Regions from separate parts of the Arachis hypogaea genome. Here region 2 is linked to region 1. The links are chromatin contacts, called in public Hi-C maps. All regions are on one chromosome and are shown on one strand. Each heading gives the region's core, a stretch centred on a gene start, on an enhancer-like site or on the middle of the called end of the contact. The rest is flanking DNA. Distances are from core to core; before and after follow the strand shown. Region 1 holds the start of LOC140178698 (sucrose transport protein SUC1-like). Region 2 holds the start of LOC112743897 (protein PIN-LIKES 6).

Region 1 (6,782 bases), core at 1,801-4,300:
TCTTTGAAATTTCATATCTTGCAGTATCCCTTTAATCTTGTTTAACTATCTTATTCATTTTGCCAAGTTAATTAAACACAAACACTACGATCCTCAGCTATTTGCACTTAATGATCCTCTTGATAATGATTCAGATTCCTCCTTACTTAAGCCCCAATGATGATAACCATACAAGTTGTGCTAATACTCGCTATGATTGTGGGAAGATTAAACTGAAAGGTTTTATAGAACCACTTAAAAGATTCAGAGAAAGAAAAAAATAGTAAGCTCAGCTCTATGAGAAAGAGCAGTGATAGGTTTGGAAGGAAAAGAAAAATTAAAATAGAGACAAAAACTAGTAAAGAGAGTGTAATCAAGTTTCATTTTATTTCAGAATCACATACTTGCTAAGCCAAGTTTGCTATACATATATATACATGGCTAGTGACTATTGAAGCTCAAGACTTATCAAAAAGGACGCTAGTCACTAATCAAGAAAGACAGCAATACAAAGAAAGACAACAATGCAGTTTTACACACTGCTCTTGTACACTATTACTCTCTATCCTTAATACCACTAAGACTGCTACTTCCATATTGCTAATTGATGAAGTGTTTAAACTGCATAGCTATAAGCATTTCACAAGATTATTATGTATTATCTAAGTATTAATCTTGTCTTTAATTTTACCATGTCTAAGTTATTGATCTTTTACATTTTAGGATCATCTTCAAAGTGGAACTGGCGGCTTTTTAAGACTGTTGTAGGTAAACACTAAAGTTAATTAAATTTCTCTTTATAATTATTATCATCATCTCATTGTTAACGTGTATAAAAAAATAATTTGTTACCAAAAATCTTTTTTTATAATTATAAGTGTTCTTTCAATATATATATATATATATAGGGGGATAATGTTGTGTACAAAGGGAAGTTATCTGATGGTCATCTTGTTGCAGTGAAAGTGATAAATGAATGAAAAAGGGAGTGAAAAAGAATTCATAAATGAAATTGCTAGTATTAATAGAATATTTCATGTGAACATTATCTTTTTTTTAGAATTTTGTAACGAGAGAAACATAAGAGCACTCATTCATAAGTTCATATTTTAATAGTTCATTGGATAAGTTCATTTATGAAAATGGATCTCCAACTCCTACTTGCAATTTGGATTGGAACCAAATTGCAATTGGCATAGCTCGTTGATTAGAATATTTGCATTGAAGATGTGGTACAAGAATTTTATATCTTGATATTAAATTTTAAAATATTCTTTTGGATGAAGATTTTTGTCCTACAATTTTTTATTTTGGATTAGTCAAGATATGTCAAAAGAAAGAGAGTATTGTGTCCATATTGGGAAGAAGAGGAACAATTGGATATATTGCACCTGAAGTATTTAGTCGCATTAATGGTAGTGTTTTGCACAAATCTAATGTATATAGTTATGGCATGTTAATTCTTGAAATGGTTGGAGGAAGAAAGAACTACGAGAATAGACGGTCAAATTCCAGCGAAATGTACTTCTCAGATTGGATTTACAAAGATCTTGAATAAGGTAACATACTATCTCATATTCACTCACTTGTGACAGATGAAGAAAATGATCTGATAAAAAAAAATATTTTTAATGAGTTTATGATACATTCAATTTCAAACAAATTCATCACATAGACCATCAATTAATAAAGCAGTAGAAATGATAAAAAGATCACTGCACTCAATACCATTTCTTCCTAAGCCTTTCTTGTATTCTACTTCAAGTCTACGCTTACAAATTTCACGTATATCTTCCAGCAACATGGATGATGAGTCCAATTCAATGACCACGGTAAAAGATGGCTCCCTAGAATCAAATGAAGCAAAAGAGAGAAAGGTTGTGATAATTGGTGATGATTTTGATCCTTGATGTTTGATTGAGATGAGAGATAATTGATGATATTAAATTTGTTGGCTACAATTATCCAAGTGTGAGGATCTATAAATAGAACAGTTATGTAAAGGATACTTATCCTATTTAAACATATTTATTTAAGACTTTTTTAAGAGAATAATTTGTTCTTTTTATTTTATGAAGCACTAAATTATCTAGCATATCTATTATTTTAAAGCCCAATATATCACTCAAGTTTATGTTAGTGCATGCATTATGAGAACGACTATGTTATATGTACACTAAAATCAGTTATTAAAGTCGGCCATCAATATAAAATATATATTAGAATACAAATACTCATTGAAAATAAATTAAATCACACATGTATAATATGAATAATATTGTTGTTATGAATAATATTGTTGTTATGAAATCTGTAGAAATACATGATCTTCACGTGCAGGCTTGCATGCGTGGTAGAAGATAGCGGGCACAAAGAGGAAGGTATTCGAAAGTGGGCACAAAGAGAAGAAGCTTTGGAGGGAGGTAGTCCTTGGCTGGACAAGAGGTGAGTTAAAATAAGAGTTTGTTAAACTAAAGCTTTGGTTGAAGAAAAATAAGGTGATGATGATTTATTTTAACCCACCTCTTGAGTAGCAGAGGACTACCTCCCTCCAAAGCTGCTCGTCTTTTTGCCCACTTTCTAATACCTTCCTCTTTGTGCCTGATACCTTCTACCTCCCTCCAAACTCTCTTCTTTGTGCGCAGTTACATACCTTCTTCTTCAATAGCCATGAGTTCACCGACAGAATCAGGCTCCACACCGGCGGAGCCAATCTCAATGTGGAAGCTTGTTTTGGTGGCCTCCATTGTTGTCAGGATCCTCCTTGTCAACGCTGTCCAGATAGCATAGCTAATACCAATCTTTGTGGAGTTCAGAATACCGGATAAATGGATCTCTTTGGTGTGGCTCATCGGCGCCGTTTCTAGCTCTGAGTTCCATCCCTTACTTAGTTCAGAACACCTGTAAACTCGGGTGGCAGCACCGTCCTTTTATGTTTGCGGGTGCCGTTGGCCCCACCATAGCTTTTTTGACAATTAGATTCGCCAAAGACATTGGGCACGCCTTTGGAGACAACCTCTCCGAGTATACTCAGCATCGCGCCTTAATCATTTTTGGGATCGGATTATAGATGTTGGAGATTTCGATCAACATGATCGATGCCCGCTGCAGAGACTTCCTAGATGATCTTGCTAGCAGAGACCAACCAAAGATCAGACTGGCATACCAATTCTTCTCATTCTTCATGGCAGTCAGAAATAAACTGGGTTACTTGGCTACCTTATTTAGCATATTCGATGTTTTGTTGGCATTCACCGTGACAAAAGCATGTGATAGGTTCTGCGCAAATATGAAAAGCATATCAATTCTCTCAATCCTTCTTCTACAGTTATTGACGGCTGTGGTTGTGTTCTGCGTCCAGAAAAAGCTAGCATTACCTGAGAAGGAGTCAAGTGGGAGAGAAGAGGATGATGACAGATGCGCACAAGTTAAATGCTTTCGAGAAATGTTTCGGACCATGAAGAGGCGGAATAAAACCCAACATGTTATTCAGCCTCTTCATGGTCCGAAACATTTCTCGGAAGCATTTGACTCCTCTTCCCTCTTCCCTCACACTTGACTCCTCCTTAGGTAATGCTATCTTGTTCTGGACGCAGAACAGAGCCACAGCCGTCAATAACGATAGAAGAAGGATTGAAAAAATATATATGCTTTTCGCATTTGTGCAGAACCTATCACATGCTTTTGTCATGGTGAATGCCAACATAACATCGAATATACTAAATACTGTGGCCAAGTAACCCAGTTCATTTCCGACTGCCATGATGAATGAGAAGATGTAACAACCCAACCTTCAATACGTCATGATCGTACCAAAAGTAAGGTGTTACTAACCTATTTTCCTTACTAACTATTTAATATTGAGCTTTTAGTTCGAACTCGCACTTCAATCTTTAATAAAATGCTATAAAGTTGTTTATAACTCATTAAAAATCATATATCAGGCATCACCAATTAACAATAATTATATAATTACTAATAATAATAAATCTTATACAAGTAAAGCAAAATAAAACTCAGATACAATACCTATCCCTCTGTATAAAATAAAAATCTTAAGCAACAAGCGAGGGAACTCTATGAAGTAACACAACGCATAGATAAAGTCAATAATCGCCCGCAGCTTCAAACTGAGTCTTCGAACCTATCACTGAAAGGGTGGAAGATATTGGGGTGAGAACAAACCACACGTCCTCAGTAGGGAAGGGAATACCATCAAAGCAAAGAAATACTTGCAAATAGAATTAATTTCTTCATAAAACAGTTTATCCGTGAAATAACCTTTTTGAAAAGTTTGGTACAAAGCTTACTTTGAAAGGTGTTTAAAGAAATCCCTTCAATTTACAAATCAGTAAGATGAATAGTTTAAAGAAGCAAAAAGGATAAAATACGTGCCTAGTGACTTCCTATCCAACTTACCTCGCTCGCTCCTATCCAAATAATACATACATTAGGATACTCAGGGAACACCTAGTCCACCTACTTCAACTTTCATTACCACAAACAAAAAAAAAAACATCTTCATCACATCTCCTCTAAAAAAGGTCTCTCAGATAAACATACACATACAGGACAAACAAGAAAATCACAGATAAGATTCAAGTACAGCAAGTAAAGCAAGTAGCAGATAAACATGGCTAAGCAATTAGGCAAATCAAAACAACTGCACATTCAATCAAAACATACAAATGCATATGGTGCATGCTGTCCTATGGCTGATGAGGCTCATCTGTCGGTTATCCAGCCAACCCGACAAGTCTGAATTGTCCTTAGACTGTCCCCCGACGTGCATCCCCAAGAGTCTATGCATAGCTTTTTCTCAAATAATCAATATTGCTCAATAGGGGTAACATTTCCGGGAATTTATATAGTGCCCGGTCACACTTACGTCGTAGGGTCAACAAAGTATCGAGTCTCAACCTGGTACACATGGTGGCAAGCCACGGTACTTTACCCAGGGAAACTCGTATCTCAGATAATTCAAATAAATAAGTCATATGAATATTTCAATCATAATTCTTCAATATCCACATCATTCTCAACCATGTTTCATTCATCACAAATCTTGTCATCAATATCATGACCAACATTATCAATCACAGTCATCACTCCACACTACTATAATTATCCAGCACTATAATTATCCAAGATCATCACCAGACCTCAAACAACTCAATTGTCATTAAATTACACCTCAATTTCAAAGACAACCTTTAAATAACTCACTAAACTCGCCTCCAAATTAACACCACATGTTTTTCTTCATATCTCTTAAAATAACTTTCTTCCTCTTTTTCATTAAAAACCTTAGACTTCCTTTCCTTTCCTATTCCCAAACCCTTGAATTTATACTCAATTTACTATTTTAAAGTATTTTTCTAGTTAATCAAATCTCTTTTCATCATTAGAAATCACATGAGTTTTAAAACTACAAGTTAATCAAATCATAAAAATCCAAGTCTCTTCAATAATCTTTAAAAACATTCAAACATACTTCTCTCATTAAAGATGCTTAAATCAAAATCATTTTTGAAATCACATCCAAAATTACTTCGAAATTCTTAGAAAAATTTCGACAGCACCTCCCCTAAAAATTGGAGTTTGTCACCCATTACGGGTCCCCTCTTTTCAACTTCGGCCCAATCAAAACCAACATTTCAAATCAACATTTCCAAATCCATTTTGCATAATCAATAAAAACCACTTTCAAACAAAGGTTCAACATCAACATATTCAATAATTTTTTTGCCATAAACTCAAAAATTTGATAAATTAATAATCAATTCAGCCACAATTTCAATCACAGCAGAAAATCATTTCAAGTACAGAAATTAATTCACTTGCATTAATCTACTAGACTCATCAGGTATTCAATCCCAAAATATTTTAACTTTTGAATAATCCCCTACCTCAATTTAGTTAAACCCGCGTAGATTAAATGTGACAACTCCCTTCCCTTTTTATTTCATGGCAGCAGCGGCAACAATTCCACGATGATAATGGTAGTTACAGCAGAATAGAGAATCCAAATAGAATAGGTATTGAAAGTGAACACAGCCCTGAGAATTTCAAAACAGGGCATATACTAGAATTAAATCAAAACAAGCGTGGCAATGACAATAAAATGTGCAAATGGAACATAATCAAGGAGAAGAACAAACCAGAATTGAAGTAGCAATATCAAACTCATCAACAGCAGCTCTAACAGTTTCTTGTTGGCCTCAACACCACCATAATGGTCCTAACAACCAACAGGGAAAACAGAGTGGCAGTACTAAACAGAGACATAGGTTCCCTTAGCTAGAACAGGAGAAAGACAGGAAAAGGATGGAATCAAGGCAGGGATTAAAGCTTACAGTCTCAACAATGGAGGAATTGGAACCGAATCAGCCACTTCCATGACAGCTCTGGGAACATAGCAACGATTTTGACCCCAATTGACTGCAATGGCTAGGGCTCCAATTGGCAGCAGGACTGGGCGGCGGCTGGCAGGAGTGGTACGATGGAGCTCCCACGAAGCCCCCTGTTCTCTCTCCATGTGTTTCTTCTCAGCTCAGACCGGCGGCGGATACGGCTCCACTAGTGACAGCAAGGGCTCCCGCCGAGGATGACGATGGCGAGCCTTGAGGCGACGGCGGCAACCTCGTGCAGCACAACGATGGAACGCAACTTTGACATCCCTCACGAGCGCGCTTTCTCTTTCTCCACCGCGGATTTTCTCTCCCTCTGTCGCCTCTCTCCTCATCTGTGACGGCATAGCCGCAGTGACGCGACGGCAGTGGGCTCGGCGGCAACAACGGCGC
Region 2 (6,782 bases), core at 1,372-3,871, 400 kb before region 1:
CACATGAAAGTTTTTCTGTAATAAACCAATTAATTCCGCAATTTATTTGATATATACATCAATTGTATAATAAATAAATAATATGTTAGTTATATAATAAAAATTAACTATTAAATTAATTATTTGTGTAGAATATACAATAACTGATTTAATAGTTAACTTTTATGTGTACAAGATGTAGATAATATTTTGGGTTAAGTACAATTTTGGTTCCTAAAATATTAGTCGAAATTTTTTTTTGTTTTTAACCTTTTTTTTTTCCATATAAAATTATTTCTAAGGTTTAACTTAATTTTAAAATGGTTTTTTTTACTTAAATTTTAAATTTTATTACCAATTTTTTTTGACAAAAAAATTATAAAATAAAAAAAAAGAGAAAAAAAAATAGATGAAAGGGATAATGGAATCACGCGAAGAGGGACGGAGGAGAAGAAGGAAGGGGAATGGGGGAGGGAATCGATGCCATCCTTCTTTTCCTTTTCCTACCACAGCACCGCCGCATGTCTCCTTACCCTCCTCTCTCTTCTCCTGTTTGCGCTAGCTTCGTCGCAGCGAACTCTTTATCCCCTCTCCTCGAACTTAAAATCCCCCGATCCCTAGCACCACTGTTGATACCCAAGCCACCGCGACGTCTCTCTCATTCGTCCTTCCTAACCTAGCCGTTCACCCTTTCTTGTCCTCAATTTTCTCATTGAACTGAGACCACCGAAGCTGGCTTTTTTTCTCCAACAAGCTGTTAGGGACGTCACCATCTTCATCAGCTTTTCTCTCGCTGAACCAGACACAGAGGATAACCCCTGTTCCACTTCCACCAGCAGCGGCCAACACTGTCACTGCAATTCCACCTATTCTACTTATGTTTCTTTTATTAATTACATTGTTAGATTTGTTGATTTTGTTAATCACATTGTTGTTGTTGACTCTGATTTCATTTTGATTGATTCTATCGTTCTTCTGCTTCTGATTCTGATTTTATTCTTCTGCTTCTGATATTTTGTAAGTTAAAATTCTATTTTTGATTTTTTAATATTTATTAGTTGAAATTTTGTTGCTACTGTTAAAATATTAATTGAAATTTTGGTGCTGCTGTAGAAATTTTAGTTGAAGAAAAAGAAAAAGAAGAATAGAAACTGAGTATTTTAATGAAGAAGGAGAGAGTAATTTGGTTCGAAAAACGATTTTAAAACCAAATTAAATCTTAGGGACGATTTTGTATGCAAAAAAAGTTGGAAACAAAAAATTTTTTGATTTATATCTTAGAAATCAAAATCGTACTTAATCCTAACATTTTTTATAAACAAATGTTCCGGGAAACATTTGATTATTTAAATGATTAATTAGTTTATTAGAAAAATGAATGAAATAACATATATAAATATAAACAAATACATAATATTTTATTGGTAATTGATTTTTTATGCATATAATATGTTTATATTTTTGGAAAAATTTTAAATGTATAGAAAATATCGGTATTTTAGTTGTTTTAACCGTTAATTTCAATTAATATATATTATATATATTATTTATAATCCAGATCAACAGAAACAACTGGAACCAGTATTTTCGATATACTTAAAACTTTTCTTATATTTTTTATCAATAAATTCAAATTTTAAAAATTAGAAAAGAAACCAAGTTCAAAATTAAATAGAAGAGCAGGTCCAAAAAAAAAAATTAAATAGAAGAGTAGTTGAGTGGTTCAGTAGTTGACTTAGAGTTGGAAAATAGACTGTTTCTAGGAAAAAAAAAAACAAAAAAAAGGAGTAATTAATTGTCAATAGACGAGATTCCCCTGCCATTCAATTTCAGATTTCCGGTTGACACATTTGATATTTCTTTCCTGTAACTCCCCTTCTTCCATATTTCATTCAACTCCTCTTAAATATATCTAACAGATTAATTGATATGTCAAATTAAGAAATATTATAGATAACTAAATTTAACTCATCATAAATAATAAACAAAATAATAATCATATGAAACATATAACAACGACAGCTCCCTTTCTTGTATTTATATGCCATATTCATTCATGTATATTAGATTTGAATTAAGAATTGACACTTCAACCTTTTTCTAATAAAATAAATAAATAAATCCTTAACTTTCTATCTCAAAAAAAATTTATTAAATTTAATTACAAATAAACTTTTTATTTTTATAAACTAAAAACATAGATATTTTATTGAAATTATCATTAAAAAAATTTGTATCTTCTATTTACAAAAATAATAATTTATTTATAATTTAATTTGTGGAAGAATTTATTTGTCTTCTTAATAAAAATAAGATAGCATTTGATGGAGAGGCAGAAACGAAAAAATTGAGACTGAAAAATAGGAACTAAGATAGATATTGAAATAAATCTCAGTATTCTATTTGGTACAAAGTGGCAGACAGAAATTAAAATAAGAATGAAGTTTTAATTTAATTTGTATAAAGATCTCAATCTCTAAAAATTTTAATCTCCATATGTTCCTACTTTTTGGAGGTACTGAAATACTGAAATTTTGGAAATTGAGACAACAATTTTAGTACCAGTCTCTATACTGAATCTCAATCTTCTAATCTCTATCTCAATACCTCAAAATAAATGCTACTTAAAAGACTTGCTTACCTTCTTCTCTAATAAAAATAAAACAGAGTTTTATTTATAAAATTAGAATTAAATTAGATTCGTGTATATAGTGACCAAAAAAAAATAGATTCGTGTATGTGTAATTATGATAAGTGAATGGGAATGTGATTCCTCTCTCTCTATCACACACACTTTCTTTTCTTCCTCCCCCTCTATTGGTTGTGATTGTGAGTGAGTGTTGTTTCTACGTCTCTGTAGAGAGGTAGAGAATAGAAGAGAAGAGAAGAAAGAAACAAGGGGAATCACATTGTTCTTGTGCACGTGCTCATGCAGGCGTAGCCTCCTTATAATAAATCTTCTTTCTTTTTTACTTCTTTCCTATTTTTGGTTTATTTTTTTGTTTCTTCATTTCTGTGTTCTTGTTCTGACTTAGAAAAAACCACACTCCCCTCCACCTGTTTGTAGAAAGTCTCAAATCAAACCAAAGCACCCTTTTTTGCTTCTCTTTGGGGGATTTTCAGATTGGATTGAATTAAATTGAGTTGTTCATCAAGGAAAGAAAAGAAGAATGGGAACTAGTGTTGGGAGGTTTCTAATGATGTTGCAGAATGAAGGGGCAGTTGGAAGTGGAGGAGGTGAATCAGTGTTAGACTCAATCAAGATTGCAGTGTTACCAATAGCAAAGGTGTTCACCATGTGCTTTTTGGGGTTCCTCATGGCTTCAAAGTATGTTAACATCTTACCTGCTTCTGGGAGGAAGCTCTTGAATGGGGTATATATGTCTTTTCTATTCTCTGTTTTTTAATTGCTCTATCTGTTGAATTGTTCTGTGTTTGCATCAATCATTATGAGTTTGGATACTGGTGTCAAAGACCAAAGCAGAAGAAAATGAAATTGAATTCTCCTTTCGTTTTCATTGTCTTTCTCTTTGTCTCACCCAATTTTCGGTTGTTGTAGCTTGTCTTTACACTATTGCTACCCTGCTTGATATTCTCTCAATTGGGACAAGCTGTTACCCTGGAGAAGATGCTAGCCTGGTAGGTGACAAATAAATAGTACTCAATTAACTCTCCCACCTTAAATTTTGTTATTTATTGTTATGGATAAATCACACTCACTACCGACACACATCATCAATTATTTGAGCTCTGATTTTTTTGCAGGTGGTTTATTCCAGTCAACGTTGTGCTGAGTAGCATATCAGGCTCAATAATTGGTTTTATTGTCGCCTCCATCATCCGCCCCCCATACCCTTTCTTCAAGTTTACAATTGTACATATTGGAATAGGTAATCAAATAGTCCTTTTTATGCTCTCTGTCTTTTTTTTTATCTGCACTTCTGATTATGATGACATGAGAGTCAGGACTGAATGTTGTAAAGAAAAGCAATAGAGGAATATAATTTGCAGGAGTGAGAGTTTTGTTCCGGTTGAGTGGATGCTTTAGATCATAAGGTTAGGAATTTGCATTAAAGAGAAAGTCGGGATGGATATATTTTGAAAGGGTAGTGTAATTTTACCTTACGTGGTTTTGTCATAAGTAAATTAGATTTATAGAAACCAAGTACGAAGAATAGTTTACATGGGGGGCAACATACTGGGTTGACCAATATGCTGGTAGGGTTGTAGAGAAAAAAAAAAGTTATGAAGAAAACACGTTGCAATTGTCACTACAAACTATAATCAAATATGGCCAAAGCCATGAAGCGTGGCTTGCTTTCAATGGGTTCTGGGCATACATGGTTTCTAACAAAAACAATGGCGTTGTTTGATTCATACAACCGACCTTACTTAGTGGAAAAAACACGAACTTTTCTTGTTATACTTTGATTGACATCTAAATCATAAGAGAAGGAATGAATGATTGATTCGTTATAATTGTTTACAATAAAATTTAAGAGCAGATATGTTGATTCTGTGTTTTATATGTTGGGTTTTTCTTGTGTTAAATTTAATTATATCGCTGCAAATTCCTATACAGGGAATATTGGGAACGTGCCGCTTGTCCTGATTGCTGCTTTATGTCGAGACACATCCAATCCTTTTGGTGACACTGAAAAATGCAGCACAGATGGAACTGCCTATATATCATTTGGCCAGTGGGTAGGTTCATAGATATCTTCTTGATAACTCCATCGTGTCTCAGTTATTGAATTCTAGTGCCTTGACTTATAACTTATTCACATAATCAGCTACAATATTAACTCTTAAGTTCAGGGTGGTTGATATAATGTAGAATAGTTTAAGTATATACTCAGGACTCAGAGTATATTGTTTAAGATCAAGAGTATATTGTTCTAGAAAACATACACAGGACTCGGGAGTTATTAATATTAATCTGTCGCAGGTTGGTGCTATCATCCTATACACGTATGTATTTAATATGTTGGCTCCTCCTCCAGAAGGCACATTTGACATTGATAATGAAAGCATTCCACTGAAGGGTGCTCCAAATAATGATGGCTCACCTGAACAAAATCAACGAACAACTCCATTGCTTGCTCCAAAGGAGGAGGAAACCCAAAAGGAAGAGGTCATTTTGACAGCATCAAATGCTTCAAGGGAATGGAAGGTGAGATTAACTTGATGAAGAGATTTATTATTATTATTATTATTATTATTATTATTATTATTATTATTATTATTATTATTATTATTATTTTCTGTGTTATTTTATTTTATTCATGTTATTTGATGAGTATCATTTTCATGATAATTTTTTGTAGAAGTTTAAGTTTAAGTTTATATAACTTCATATTCGCACCTAATGGGACAAGGCTCAGTTGTCATAACTTCTCAAACTTAACAGGCACAGGAATTTTAATATGATTCTGATGTTTATGTCTTTCAACTCCAATTGCCAAAATCTTCCTTTTTTGTTTGTGAATTGATGGTTTAATTTTTTATGTGTTGCACAATCCATGCAGTGCCTATTTAGATATGCCTATCCTCGATTACTTTTCTTCTTCTCTGGATCCAATGTTTACACATGGTTGCTAGTGCAGATTAAAGATATCTGGGCATTTCTTTATGAGAAGTTGAAGCTTAAGCAAATTATTCAACCCCCTATCATCGCATCGGTAAGCTTCTCTTTGTTAGACCTATAATTGATGTTTTTTCTTTTCCTCATTCTAGATGCTAGGTGTCCTCATATCCCTTCCTTTTGTGTTGCTGTCTTTGGTTGGAAAGTAAGGTTATTTCTTACTTGTCCTGGTATGGCAATCCAGTTTATATATGATACTTTTTCTTCAATATCTTTTAGAGCAATTATAGAAACAAATTTGTGCATTAAAAAAGAAAAAAAAATAATTCTAGTAATCAGCAGTGTACATGCCGAGTCTTATAGATGTCATATGAGGATTATGGATTTATCTAGTGATAATCATCACGTACCCAGAGCAAACACCCTTGGTATATATCTTTATTAGCAAGTAAAACTTGGAGCTTGGTTTAGTTGTCGTATTTTCACTATTTTGGTAAATGGATTCTTGTGCCAGTAGACAAACGAAGTTGATTTTTTTCTTGGTGTATTACGCATGTTTTCGCAGATTCTGGCCATGGTACTTGGTGCAGTCCCATTTCTCAAGAAACTCATCTTTACACCTGATGCCCCATTATTCTTCTTCACTGACAGCTGCATGATACTTGGGTATGCATATTGATTGCAGTAAATCCTTTTATTTAGTTTGTGTTCTTTTGTAAGTATTCATTATTCTGTGGAAACAGCATACCAACTTATGGAAATTTTACATTTTTCTTTGGGAAACACATGCATATAATAACCTTGATTATATCTGAAATAACAAGGAAGTAGACCTGTACATAGTTTCACCTTATTATTTCCTTTTAACTTGTAGAATTAAAATCTGCTTACTTGCAAAATGAATACTTTATACAAAAATGTATTGTTAGGAAAACATTTCAATCTTGTTTATGAGGTCATCCATGAATAGTTGGGCATCAAATATATGTTAAGAAACTATGTCACATGGTCTTAGATTAGCGATGGTTATGAATCTATTGATACTGGCTAATAGTTACTTTAATTAATGATCAGGGAGGCCATGATTCCGTGCATTTTGTTGGCACTAGGAGGAAACCTTGTTGATGGTAATTTCATAAAGCTCTTGTCACAAGTGTCATATTTAATCTAATTTCATTTATCATGTGTATTGGATTCCATGTATTGGTTCTTACAACAG

The links. Hi-C and Micro-C count contacts between places; a contact is called where the count stands out from the background.
Region 2: a Hi-C map of leaf shows a contact between it and region 1, with 2.3 times the contacts expected there. The contact joins the promoter of LOC112743897 here to the promoter of LOC140178698 in region 1. A contact is called at or near these places in 2 of 8 Hi-C or Micro-C datasets (both in leaf).

Annotation. Positions count from the first base shown.
Region 1 is chr14:120,948,149-120,954,930 of arahy.Tifrunner.gnm2.J5K5, reverse strand. LOC140178698 (sucrose transport protein SUC1-like) reads left to right here and starts at 3,050. Exons shown (of 1, transcript XM_072215925.1): 1 at 3,050-3,538. The coding sequence starts at 3,050. The coding sequence ends at 3,538.
Region 2 is chr14:121,347,089-121,353,870 of arahy.Tifrunner.gnm2.J5K5, reverse strand. LOC112743897 (protein PIN-LIKES 6) reads left to right here and starts at 2,621. Exons shown (of 11, transcript XM_072214786.1): 1 at 2,621-3,353; 2 at 3,539-3,618; 3 at 3,745-3,869; 4 at 4,562-4,683; 5 at 4,928-5,152; 6 at 5,586-5,660; 7 at 6,129-6,229; 8 at 6,638-6,690. The coding sequence starts at 3,150.